2 separate regions of the Mus musculus genome follow, and region 2 is linked to region 1. A link is a contact called in public Hi-C data. All regions are on one chromosome and are shown on one strand. The core of a region is the stretch at or near the end of the contact, and the rest is flanking DNA. Distances in the headings are between cores, read along the strand shown.

What was found. Hi-C and Micro-C count contacts between places; a contact is called where the count stands out from the background.
Region 2: a Hi-C map of forebrain shows a contact between it and region 1, with 5 times the contacts expected there. The contact joins two enhancer-like sites. A contact is called at or near these places in 10 of 484 Hi-C or Micro-C datasets (the G1E-ER4 cell line, the HPC-7 cell line, embryonic fibroblasts and 7 more) and 1 of 9 other capture datasets (embryonic trunk).

Annotation. Positions count from the first base shown.
Region 1 is chr5:132,134,217-132,140,368 of GRCm38.p6, forward strand. All of the region lies in intron 2 of Auts2 (autism susceptibility candidate 2), which reads right to left. Among named protein-coding and RNA genes, the nearest start is that of 4930563F08Rik, 260 kb to the left of the region's middle. Within about 2 kb of position 1,890, at least 15 of the 459 cell types and tissues checked have an H3K27ac peak or open chromatin away from gene starts, as enhancers often do. A contact at or near this core is called in forebrain, where this site is marked.
Region 2 is chr5:132,226,788-132,233,459 of GRCm38.p6, forward strand. The region is part of intron 2 of Auts2 (autism susceptibility candidate 2); the gene reads right to left. Among named protein-coding and RNA genes, the nearest start is that of Auts2, 310 kb to the right of the region's middle. RefSeq lists an enhancer at 2,365-3,573. Within about 2 kb of position 3,119, at least 76 of the 459 cell types and tissues checked have an H3K27ac peak or open chromatin away from gene starts, as enhancers often do. A contact at or near this core is called in forebrain, where this site is marked.

The DNA.
Region 1 (6,152 bases), core at 640-3,139:
TCTCCCTGAGTATCGACACACATGGGGTATGTAAGTGTACACACACACACACACACACACACACACACACACACACATACACAAATAAAAACATAAGTTATGATACCATTAAGGAAATCTGTTGATCAATAAGGATACAGATGAGTAAGTTTAAGAGGCTCATATAATGAATGTGCAAACACTGAAGCAGAGAGTGAACTTAAAAAACTAAGATGGAGAGAAATGAAGGTGGAAGAGAAAGAAAATGAAGCTGTGTTGATGACCGGGATAGAAGGGAAGGAGGAAAGGAATCATGGAGAAGGAGGGAGTGCTCCAGCCCTATGGGAGGATGGGCTCTGAAGAAAGAGGAGAAGAACAAACCTAGCAACAGATCTAGATCAAGCCCAAAGGGACCGATAACATGACAGCCTTGCTTCCACATTACAGGAGGCTTCAATGACCTCTAAACAGCTATTTTAGTATTAAAAGCAAACAGCTCTGAAGGCAATTAGAGTGTGTCTTACACGCTCTAACTTAAAACAGCAAAAAAGAGAAAGAACATAATTTCCCATATACCTTTGAGGTTTACAGTGCCTGGATTAGGTAAAGAAGCAGCTAAGAGTGCCTTGGTTATTTGACTAATGACCATCTTGTTTCGACTATAGGGCAATATACTCTCTATATTCACTACACTATTTCTTAACCTCCCAAGGGAGCAACAACAGATTCATCAAGAATGCATTCTCTCACACAAGGAAATCTGTAAAATCTCTCCACACTGGATATCCAAATTTAACACCCGCCTTCTGTTTTTACCCAGCATCTTAGGTTGTTAAAGGCATTGCTATCACATTCTTAGGTGACCACATGTTAACTGTAGACAGAGCACAATGAAGTCTAGCGTCTACACTTGATAGCCAGTAACACAGGACCAGATTGAGGACTAGGAGGTAGTAAGACCTGAGAAACATGAAAAGTGAGAGAAGAGTGCTAAGAAAGGTGCTAAAATATATGACCAGTAAGAGATACTAACACTAGTTAAACCACAAGGATAACCCAGCCAAAAGAAAACAATAAAAGACAATCTTGGGGAAAAACAACCCTAAAAAACAACATATAAGAAACAGACATACCCACAAACATGAGTTGTTCTCACTGGTCATATCAAACTAATAAAGCTACTGTCCTATGAAAGAAAGGCTCCTTGATGAGCCTGCTGATCAGACCTGTGGCTGTAGGGGATCTCCTTGGTTACTAACTGATGCAGGGGCTCACTCTATCTGACACCTTCCTAGGCAGGTGGTCCTAGACTATGTAAGAAAGCTAACTAAACTCAAATCCAGGAGCAAGTCAGGAAGCAACATTCCTCTGCACTCTCTGCCGCTACGTTCCTGCCTTGAGTTCTTGCGCTGACCTCTCTTGCTAATGCACTGTGACCTGGAAGTGTAAACCAAATAAGCTTCCCTCCTAAGCTGCTGTTGGTCAGTGAGTGTTTTATCACAGCATCATAATGAAACTACCATAAAAACTAGTACGACGATGGCAGAAGTTTAAAAGAGCCAAGTTCTTGGCATCTAACAGAGCTTCAACTAGACAACTCCCTCTCTGTCTCCTGTAGTTTCTTTCCTCCCTTAATTCCAAAATAAAGAACTCATCTGAATGTCTATTAACATACATTAAAGAGGACCCCGTGTTAATGCCTACTTCCTTGAAAATGCCATCTATCACCTCCTAGCTATAAAGCTCCTCCTAGCCACACACTCACGAAGCTAGGATGTGCTTCCAACTCTAGAATAAACGCACTAAAGAGGATCTGCCAAAAACCAAGTTGGCATGGTATAAATCAAGCACCATCTACAAACAGCCAGAACGTCCCATGCCAAGCTGAAGAAAATTGCCTAGCTAGATCTCCAATTAGGCATTGGAAGCATCCACAAGCACTTCCTCTGAGTATACTATTTAACATCCTTCTGCAAGGCCAATCTGCATCCCATACTGTTAGGAGCCAAGCCCACAGAGGCTCACAAGCAGCCCCTGGGCCTCTCTGCCCAGTTCTATTTCACAGTGCCAATGTCAAAGCACTGGTTGCTGGCTGTGACTAAGACCGGGCAAAGGATGTGGAAGGCAACACATGGAGGCTCCAAAGAAAGGAAAGTGTTAGGAATCCGTGGCTGCATCTGAAGCTGTACTCACCACTTTCTAAGGAGGCTGCTCCCTTGCAGAAGCAATTGGCAGTAGACAAAGGATGTCCTAGGTACCACCCAGAGCTCTGTGTACCACACCTGCAGCTGCAGGGCCTGTCAGCTGTGACTGATCCTCTGCAAGCTGAGCCAGCACATTAAGGGTCTGGCAGCTGACAGGGAAGCAATCCTTCAGTGAGAGAGAGGGGACAGAGTGCTGGGAGGTGGCACTCTACACGCCCTATCCTGCTCATTGTTTTCTTGGCCTGGCAGAGGCTGATACGTCCTATATTTCACTTATCAAATGCTAAACACAGAGTGCTGGCTCAGCTTCCTGGGGGAAGGAAGGGGTGAGTAGTTGAGGGAAGAGGAGGGGTGAGGAAAGGAGAGAGAGGAGGGGGTGGGAGGAAGTGGACAAGAAGAGGGGGAAGGAGAAAGGAAAGGGAGGAGAGATAAGAAGAGGAGGAAAACAGAAAGGGAAAGAGAGCAGGGAAAGGGGGCCAAGACTGACTATTCTTTTGATCCAAGTGGAACCCCTGTATCATACCCAATTATGAAATGACCAGTGATACACACTGGAGCAACAGGTGGATGCAACACAAGACCAGAGGTCAGGGTTTCAAAATTTCTTTCTCCCAGCTTCTTGTGACAGGGATTCATATAGCTCAGGCTGGCTTTGAATTCACTATGCAGACAAGGATGACCCTCAACTTGATTCTCCTACTCTCAGAAGTAAGACACAGATCTCCAAGCCTAAGAGCCACTACTCTGCCATCATCAGAGCAGATGTGAATAACTGCTAGAAAACATCAAGAGACCTATTGGGGCCAGAGAGAAATGGATCTATAGTCTGTGCTCTTAACCACAAAGCACATATTACTCTTGAAGGGGACCCAGGTATGAATCCCAGTTGAATTGCAGGTAGAGTAGCTCAGAACCCCACTTGCAATTCCTCAAGGGAGTACCTGCTCTCTCCACAGGTATCGGTACACTCTCTTGTGCACATATTTTCCCTTCCTCCCTCTCTCCCTCCCATCTGTTTCTCTCAGGAAAAAAAAAAAAATCAGACATGCCAATGTTCTTTCATAGAAATCGGGGGGGGGGGGGGCACTACAATCTTACCTTAGATTCCAGCCACTCCCTTTGACACCTCCCTTCCAGTCTCTTCCAGTTTGTTTTCTATTGTTATGATAAAATACCAAAAACAACTAGGGGGAAAAGGTTTTTTATTTGATTTCATCGAGTTCCAGGGGGTAGTAGTAGTAGTAGTAATAGTATCTTCATTGTTGTTTATTTTATGTGTATGGGTGTTTTGTCTACACTTATGTCTGTGTACCACCTGCAGGCCTGGTGCCCTGAGAGGCCTGAAGAGGGCAGGGGAACACCCTGGACATAAGTCACAGTCAGTTGTGAGCCACCACACAGATGGTGCTATGAAGAGCAAAAGAGCTCTTAAGCACTGAATCATTGGCTCAGTTACTTTGCTTGCTTTATTATACAACCCTAGACCGACCACCTGCTCAAGGGATGATGCCATCCACCCACATTATTCATCTATCAAGGAAATGTCCCACAGACAAACCCAATGCCCATCTGATAAAGAAAATGCCTGTTCCCAGGTAACTCTACTTTCTGTCAAACCCCAGCTAATGTGGCCTCAAGGTTGAGAGTTACTAAAATATAGAGAATGGAAGGTTAATTGGAAAGGGGATTGCATCTGTGGGAGAGACATCATCCACATAGAAGTGAGGCACTTTGGATGATAAGGTTGATTTGGGATTGCCCAGACTCAGTAAGCCCAGTAAACATATTGATTAACCAAGTTGGGACTGTGGTCTGTCATTAGTACCTATCTGGGAATGGAAGGACATATGCCAGTTTTCCCCACTGAAAAGTCCATGAAACATGCACCCCACCCCTTCAATGCTACTGTATGCCACCACAACCAGCTGGGGATGGAGCTCGCCTAAATAGCCAGGAGCTCTTTGAGCCTCAGTTTCCTCATTCATGAAATTAAAAAATAATTGTCTGATCCTCAGAGCTGTTGATAGAACTTAATATTTAATGTCCACAAGCAAGCATATCCTATTACAACAGACCATTGTCCTAGTACCTGAAGTTCATTAACAGTAATTATGTCTCATAAACTCATTTGTGTGAGAGACACAGACACAGTGAGGACGAGATATACACTGTGCTGGTTAACTTTGTGTGCTAAGTCAATATTAATTAAATCAAACATGAAAATCTGTATGTCCATGAAGATACTTTACAAGCAGGGGTAATGTGGGCAGGGGATGCTGGCACAGTTGGTAGAGGACCTGTCTAGCATGCAAGAAGCTTTGGATTCAAGATTCAGCCCTGCATAGACTAGATATGGTATCCTCCCCTCCCACCAGTAACCTCAGCACTGGAAGAGTAGCTATAAAGTCAGCTTGTGGCCAGCCTGGGCAACATGTGACCATGTCTTAAAAACAAACACGTGGTACGTCCAGCTAGTGAACTTGACTTTACTGAAAGATTTGATCCATATCATGTGGGTGGTCAGTTACTCAGTTACTCAAAGACTGGACTCTCTAGTTCCACAGAATCATGTACCAGCTACAGATGAGACTGAGGCAGGAGGCTCACTATACCTCAGCAACCTGGTCCCAGAGAAAATATGCTATCTACAAAAGGAAGGGAAAAAAAGGGCTAAGGATGTACCTCAGCTGGCCAAGTGCCTGTGTAGCATATGAGAACCCATGGGTTCAATAACTAGGATGGCATAAACCAGGGGTAAGGTTGTGCATGCTGGCAACTCTAACACTCAAGAGATGGAGGCAGAGGGATCAGAAGGTCGAGGTCACTGCCAGACTAAATAGTGAGTTTCAGGCCAGATAGGAATACATAAGACCTTGTGTGAACACGCACACACACACACACGCGCACACGCACACACCCCACGTCCTCATTTGGGTCAAGTTCTTGATTAAATACTATGGAAAAGTTCAGTGTGCTGCCCTGTGATATCAGGAAATGTTCAGAGAGCCTTAAAAGCAATAGGAAATAGCAATGCTTATATTTTCACTGCAATTTCATATATTACATGTTGACCACACTCAGTAAATAATTCTTCAATTACCACCCAGGACCTGCATGTTTGAAAGCACATTGCTGCGTCAAAACTGCATTGACACATGGTTTGAAGTGTACTTTAAGGAGTGTAATTTCTCATGAACACACCCACACTGTTTTTTGATCTGACTTCTGGTGTTTTGTTGTTATTATTGTTGTTGTTGCTGTGTATTTGTTTGTTTTTGTTACTTCTTTAAAACTAAAACAATGCAAAAATGTTCATGAAAATTAGCTTTTATGAATTGAGAGTTAAGGGGGATGGTGAAAATCATGGCACATGGGGAACAACAAACCCTCACTCTTCTGTCCCTCTCACATCCATGTGAGCACTACATTTTCCTGGACCTTTGCAGATGCCTTCTTATCTACATACACTGAACAGCCCCCTCTTTCCAGAGTTCACTGAAGTTTCTCTGGAGAACACCAAAACGTCACAGCAGACAGCCTGTGTGTAAGGAGGCGGAGCTATAGGTCAACCTTTTAAATATACAGAAACTACATTTGCTTGGCCTGCATTTTCACCAGTGAGATTTAACTCAGTTACTCATTGGGCAAGAGAATTAATTTTTTATTTATAATTAAACTAGGAAAAAAAATCAAATCTATCTATTTATTTGTGTATTTGGGTATTTTTGTCTGCACATATATATCCACATCAGAAGAGGGCACCTGTATATATAAGACTACAGTTATAGGCACCAGTGAGACACCATGCAGTGCCAGGAATTGAACCTACAACCTCTGCTATTAACCACTGAGCCACCTCTCCAGCCCCCTAACTAGGAAATCTAAAAGACTGTTTATCTTAACTGATGTGTATGTGTATGTCCGAGTGGATATATGCACATGACTTCAGATCAGAAGACGGCATCGGAT
Region 2 (6,672 bases), core at 1,869-4,368, 94 kb after region 1:
GTGCTGACTTCCCACTAGGAAATATCTCTTTACCAGTTCGTTCCTCACTATGGTCACTCTGGTGCACACAGAGGCCTCTCCCTGCTACTTCCCAAAGCCACTCACTAAAGGTAGGAACAAATAGCAGAGAACAAGGCTTCTTTGTGGAGAGAATGGATCTTCAGAGTAAGATGTGAAAAGGGCACAGACAGGGCAAACAGGAAGGACCTTGAGTTTCTCAAATGCTGGCAGATGGCCCCAAATTTCTCTCTTGAGAGTGAAAACACATCTGCAGGTAGAAAGCATTGTTATTTGGTAAAGAAAGCTTGAAATTGTGTTCAGGAGCAAGAAGCTTGATAAGTAATGAGCTTCCTTTTCTCTTTCACCACATACCTTCCAGGACCCAATCTAATTGAGTCCATGAACATCTTCAAGCTATGAGATTGCAGGAACTGTGGTGTCATTTAAAGTGATACTGAACAGCAAGGCTCAGCAAGTATATATGCCTCCTACCAAGCCTGATGGCCGGAGTTCCATTGCTGAGATCCACATGCTAGGAGGAGAGAGTCGACTCCAGCAAATTGTTCTTTGACAACTGATTTCCCCAGGTTATACTCGGATCCCTGTACATGTTCTTTGACATGTGTGAACCTACCCCACCAACACACATGCATACCACACGCTCACACACACTCATAGGCATGCATGTGTGTGCACTCGCGCACACACATACACAGGAAAAAATGAAAAGACTGTGATAAAGCTGTCGATTTTGTGTGGATATATGCCATGAGCACAATGCCTACAGAGTCAAGACGGGAGCATGAACTGGGGTAGAGCTGCAACTGTAGGCTGTAATCTGTCTGATGTAGGTATTGGGAAGTAAGTGCGGGTTCTTCAGGGCAGAAATCTCTTTAATTACTGAATTACTTCTCTAATACAGATACATTTTATTTTGTAATGAACTGACCAGAAATGCCATAGGTAAACAAATTTACAAACAGATAAAAAAATTAAAGACCTCTGGGTACTGATGAAGTATAAATATAAGAGATACAGCACATCAGACAGGAAAAGCAGGCTGGCTACCCACAGTGTGCCGAAGTTGAAAGTACAGATGCAAGGTTTTAGACAGCGAGCTATGGTAGCTTCTTTCTATAAAGTTTAAGCTGTTGATTCCACTTAAGAAATATGCACTAAAGACTTCAGCACTGCATGAAAGGAGACATCCACGTCAAGATCTTTCCAAAAGGCTCTGAACAAGGACAGGACAACAATGTCTAACCTGTAGTCCTGTGGGCTGCTTCAACAATGGTGAATATACAGAACCAATTGCCCCACAATTCACATGGCATGAACTCAGATAGGGAAATGGATGTTTGAGCTACACACAATCAATGCATTCTCAATAAACAGTATCTGATCTCTAATATGAGCCTTGTCTGTATCAACATTGATACAGGCTAGCAAAAACAAATGATAATTTCATAACTTTAATGATGAAATAGAACTAAGGTTATTGAGAATAAAATTATTATCCTACAAACCTACATCTCAAGTCTGAACTCTGGGTTAAAATAACTATACTTGAATATATTCATCAATATCTACATTATATTGTGGTATTCTACTAAGTACATCAAGGTAGCACAGGGTGGCCTGGAATGTATTACACAACTAAAAACAGCCTTGAACTTCTAACCTCCGTATTCCAAGTGTTAGGAATACCACTTTACATCCCCATACACAGTGTACAATGTCTTAAAAGTCAAAGTTAGATTTCATGTATGTAAACTTGCCCTTACCAACTGACTCACACCTCAAGTGCAAGATACTCTAAACTCGTGTTCACCAGACTGATGGAGTCATGATGTAGCTACAAAGCCATGTGTGCTTCTTCAACAGGTACTTTCTTGTATCTCAGATGAAAACTACATACCCATTTTCCTTAACTTTGATTTATTTCTTCTTGCACCTTTTAAATTTACAAGTGTTGGCTAAATTCTATTGACAGACACCCACATATCTAAATCTTTTCCTATCCACTTTATTTTCTCTACTAAACCAGCCTCTTACTAAGAGCTTGATAGGAAAAAAATAATGCACCACTCACCCCCCCTCTCTCTCCCTCCCTCCCTACCTCTCTGTGTGTGTGCATGTGTGTGTGTTTGTGTGTGTGTGTCCATTCCTTCCCCAGACAACTGCCAGAATGATTTTTAAACACACATAGCACACAGAGAGAGGGGGAGGGAGAGGGGGAGGGGCAGGGGGAGGGAGAGGGGGGAGGGGAGGGGAGAGGGAGGGGGAGGGGAGGGGGGAGGGAGAGGGAGAGGAAGAGGGAGAGGGAGAGGGAGAGGGAGACCCATACTCACTCACTCTTACACAGACTTCAAGAAGCCCCCATCTGTTTTTCAATACCATAATGAAGCCTCTTTGCCAGCACCCTTCAGAAGCAAGCTCTCACCATAGTTCACCCCACTCATTTCCAGCCACTTGTCTTCTTTCATCCCAACCCGCTGCAACACAACAAAACTGTCATTCCTCCTAGGCAAAGATTAACATTCAGAGCAAACCCCCCAACATTCATCTGTGGAGAGTCTCTTTTTGTGGTGCTTCCAGAGTCCATGATACACAGCTATCAAAGTTCTGATTCTGTAGCAGGAGACCTTCCCGGAGATTCTCAGGATGTATTTAAGCAACAGCTGTTATTGAAAGATCAGGAAGTCAAGTTCAGGGACTGCATTTATTTGAACAAACAACTACACATTGCTTTCAGATACAGCCAAGATTCTGAAGGTAGCTCAGATCGTGATGGAGGGTAATAGACCACAGGTAAATACACAGGAACGTCCTTTCAGGACACTGGCAAGCACAGCTGGGTAGAAGCCAACTCCTGCAAAGTGGCTGCATTTGTCTTGCTAAGGGTCAGCCATGACAGCATCTGTCAAGACGAGCTTGAACAGAGGAACTCAGAACCCAGCCTAGCAGTAACAGGATACATCGGTATCTGGTTGGAGCACAAACAAGGTAGACTTTCTTCCTCTGGCACAGGGCAGGCACAGGGCCAAGCACACACAGTGCTCTCTGTTTTTGCAAGTCTAATGCGGTCTGCTGAGGGGAGGGGTGAGAGATCACCAGTTCATAATGACTCTCATTATGTCTGCTGCGTTCTGAGCCAAGATTAGACACTAGACAATCCTCTGTCCAGTGTCAAGGGCTTTCAACTGCCCTTTCAACAGGATAATTCCACTTCAAACTAATTTAGGTTTCTTATAACCCAGGCTACCAAAACTGATACACTTCACTGTCTCGGCCTGGAAAAAGAGGTTAATGTCTGCTCCAAGAGAAATACAGACTCGGGTTTGGAGTCTGTGTCGGCTCTACATGAGCGATAACAAACACAACACCCTAAAATCTCCCACCATCTGCTGAGCTGTCAGCCTCCCTGCAGGAACTCAATTTCTAAAGATTACAGTCCTTTTAGTATAGAGCCAGAGGAACACTCCAGAAGAACTTTAGAAAAGATATTAGCATTCCCACTAACATCAACAAGGCTGTGTGAGGTTCACTTCAGGACAGAAACAGTAATTCACCTTCGTCTTCTAGACACAGAAAAGCTTTGGTGACCAAACAGAAACCTGAAGCCTGGAGTGGGCTCATGCTCATGTCTCCAGCACCAATTCCAAAGGCTAACGCAGGACTGTGGAGAGTTAACAGCATTGTAGATGGGAGTGGCAGGCCAGCTAAGCATACACAACAAAACTTTAAAACAAAACAAAACAAAACATACTTAAAAACTTAAAACAAACAAACAATAACAACAACCCACTCAGTTTGGGGTTTTCAGTTTACGTGAATACATAAAGACAATAAAGGCAAGGTATTAATTCAGGTGATTCAAAAATCCAGGAAAAGAATTAAAAGAAAAAGAAAAACCAAGCCAAAGACACTCAGCTACTAAATGAAAAGGTCATGTTTGAAGGCTCCAAGGCTCACTTTATGTCTACAAATATGCTAAACCCACAAAAGTTTATATAAACACTGAAATTTTCCGTGTAATAAAGGTAATCTTCTATACCTACCAATGTACTCACTCCTCCCTCTAAAGCACACAGGCTTTGATGTGGTAATTTATTCTTCACATACCAGCTATCTGTGCCTACCCAAGCCATTACGTCAACAACTATGCATAATATTCTAGAGAAGTACTACTATATAAAATTTTGCATTTAAAGTACAAAAATTTTAAATAACCTTTAGACTGAACCAAAATGCATAAATAACCCAAAGGAACTTGGAAACCTATGTTCACTTGGTGAGTACACAGCCTGTTAACACTAACAGCACCCCTAGCGCCATGCTCAAATATTCCCACTCTGTCCAAAGTTCCTATGCTCATCCAAAAATAAGCACAAGTCAAACAAGGTGACCGCTGCTTTAAAAACTTACATTTTAGAATTTGGTATAATTTTCCTTTAATGGACACTGTAGATTCGGGGACTTACGGGGGAAATAAAACATCTCAAGAGAACACTGAAAAGCAATAATCTGAAGCCATTATCACAGCCTAGGAAGGCTCGACTTACATTTTCTAATTCTAATTCCCTCACTCTGAAGCACAAGAGACTGCAGTCTGTACAGCGGGCAACCCAAGCCCCTGCTACATGGTTGACGGAGAAGCCACTCGCAAGGCACACAAAGTGTTAAATCACACAGTCAAGCTGTAATCCTTGACCAGTGACCCAGGAGGCTTCAGCCTGGGACCTTTCAGGTGTCACTGCTCAGTGTCTTCATACAACTACACTGCAACACTGCTCCTGAAACTTCCTCCTTAGCAAATGTCACCTTTTACCTCTTCAGCCTCTCTTCAGCCCATCCTCACCATTTTTCCTCTACCTGAATCCTCCCTAGATACAACTTTAGTCTCCAATAAGCCTTGCCAAAACAAAAGTAAGGCGTTCCTTAATCTGCGCTTCCCGTCTACACTTGCACACCAGCTGCAAATGCTCCTTCAAACAAGCAGGCAGCTCAGCTAGCTGGGTTTTTTCAGTAACAAAGGACAGCCCCGCACTTTTCCATTTGAGGCTGCAGAGGGAGCCAGAACCATGCAATGCGAAAGAAAGCAAGTCAGCAGTGTTTGGAGGACTGGGAGAATCCAAGGCTAGTGAAAAATATGAACACAGGAATACCGCAGACATCAACTCCAAAATGAAGGTTTTTTTTTTTCAATAAAAATAAAAAATAAAATAAAGCTCTCAAATTAGTAGGTCTTCTCATAAGACTTCCTTTTGAGGTATATTTTAGGAAGGAATTTCTAAAAGTATTTTAAATTTTTATTTGTGTATGTTCATATGTGTTTGTGTGTACATGTGCACACGCAAGTGCAGGTAGATGGGGCAGCCAGAAGAGGGTGTTAGATCTTCTGGGGACAGAGTTACTAGTGGTTTTGAGTTACCCAACATGGATGCTGGCAACCCAATTCAGGACCTTGACAAGAGCAATTGCTATTACCCACAGAGCTATCTCTCCAGCCCCTGCAGTATTTTTAATCAGAGTATATTAGAAGCTGACCTGACCTTGCCCCATAACACACAGCATCAGATCAGAAGGCAGAGAAAGAGGAGCAGAAGGCAGGGTCAGAGGCAGAGCCACATGTTTTAAGAAGTAAGATTGCCAATACAAAAGACAGAAAGCCCTGACTGATCCCAGTCTGTGATGTTGTGACAGGTCATGAAAGGAGTCTCAGGAGACTGTCACCTCCAACACTACCTTGTGACAGTGAGATGCCACAGCAGACACAGCAGAATGGAGAAGACAGCTGTTCTAATCAGTGGCAAGACAACAGTTAACTTGTAATTCCAAGTGATAAAGAGAGCTTATTCTGACAGCTCTTTCCTAACAAACCAAAGACACATAATAACAAGCTACGATGATATCAGTGTGGTTTATACTGTAATGGAGAGACAAGTGAGATTTTGTATAATGTGAAGGTTTTAGGCAAAGCCTGAACAATATATACTGTCAAACACTCTAAAACTAAATGTGAACTGGTCACCCCATGATACATCTTGAACAAGGAAAACAACAACAGAGAATCTGGAAGAAATTTTAGAATACAGAAAAAATATGAAAGTAGGTTAAAAGTGCAAATTCAAACAGCATAAAGACATGAGGCTCAACCTAGAGAAACACATCCTTCCAAAGAGACGATTTTCTTTAAAATACGTAAGCAGGGCTAGGAATGTGGGTCCACTATAGAACATGCACTTAGAACACCTCCATCCTGCCTTTATAGAAGATGGTGTGTAGCTTAGTAAACACTTGCCTAGGATCCCCCAGTGATGGACTGGGGGTGTGGTTATGTGGTGGCACACATTTCCCAACAATTAATAAAATAACAGGATGAAGTAATATTCAAAACAGAATGAAATAACAGAAATGACCCAGAAGTTACAAAGACATCATTCATAAACAAGAACATTAAAATATTTACTATAAGATCCATTTGGATGTTTAAAAGACAAAGATGTTTATTATTTAAACAACACAACCTGTTTTTAACCTCTAAAACTACTTAACACACATAGGAGAAAACGAGATCAGTAAGCATGAGGCTAAGCCAAAGAACTATCCAAAAGGACACACACACACTCTCCATCTCTCTATCACTTACACACACACTAACACACACAC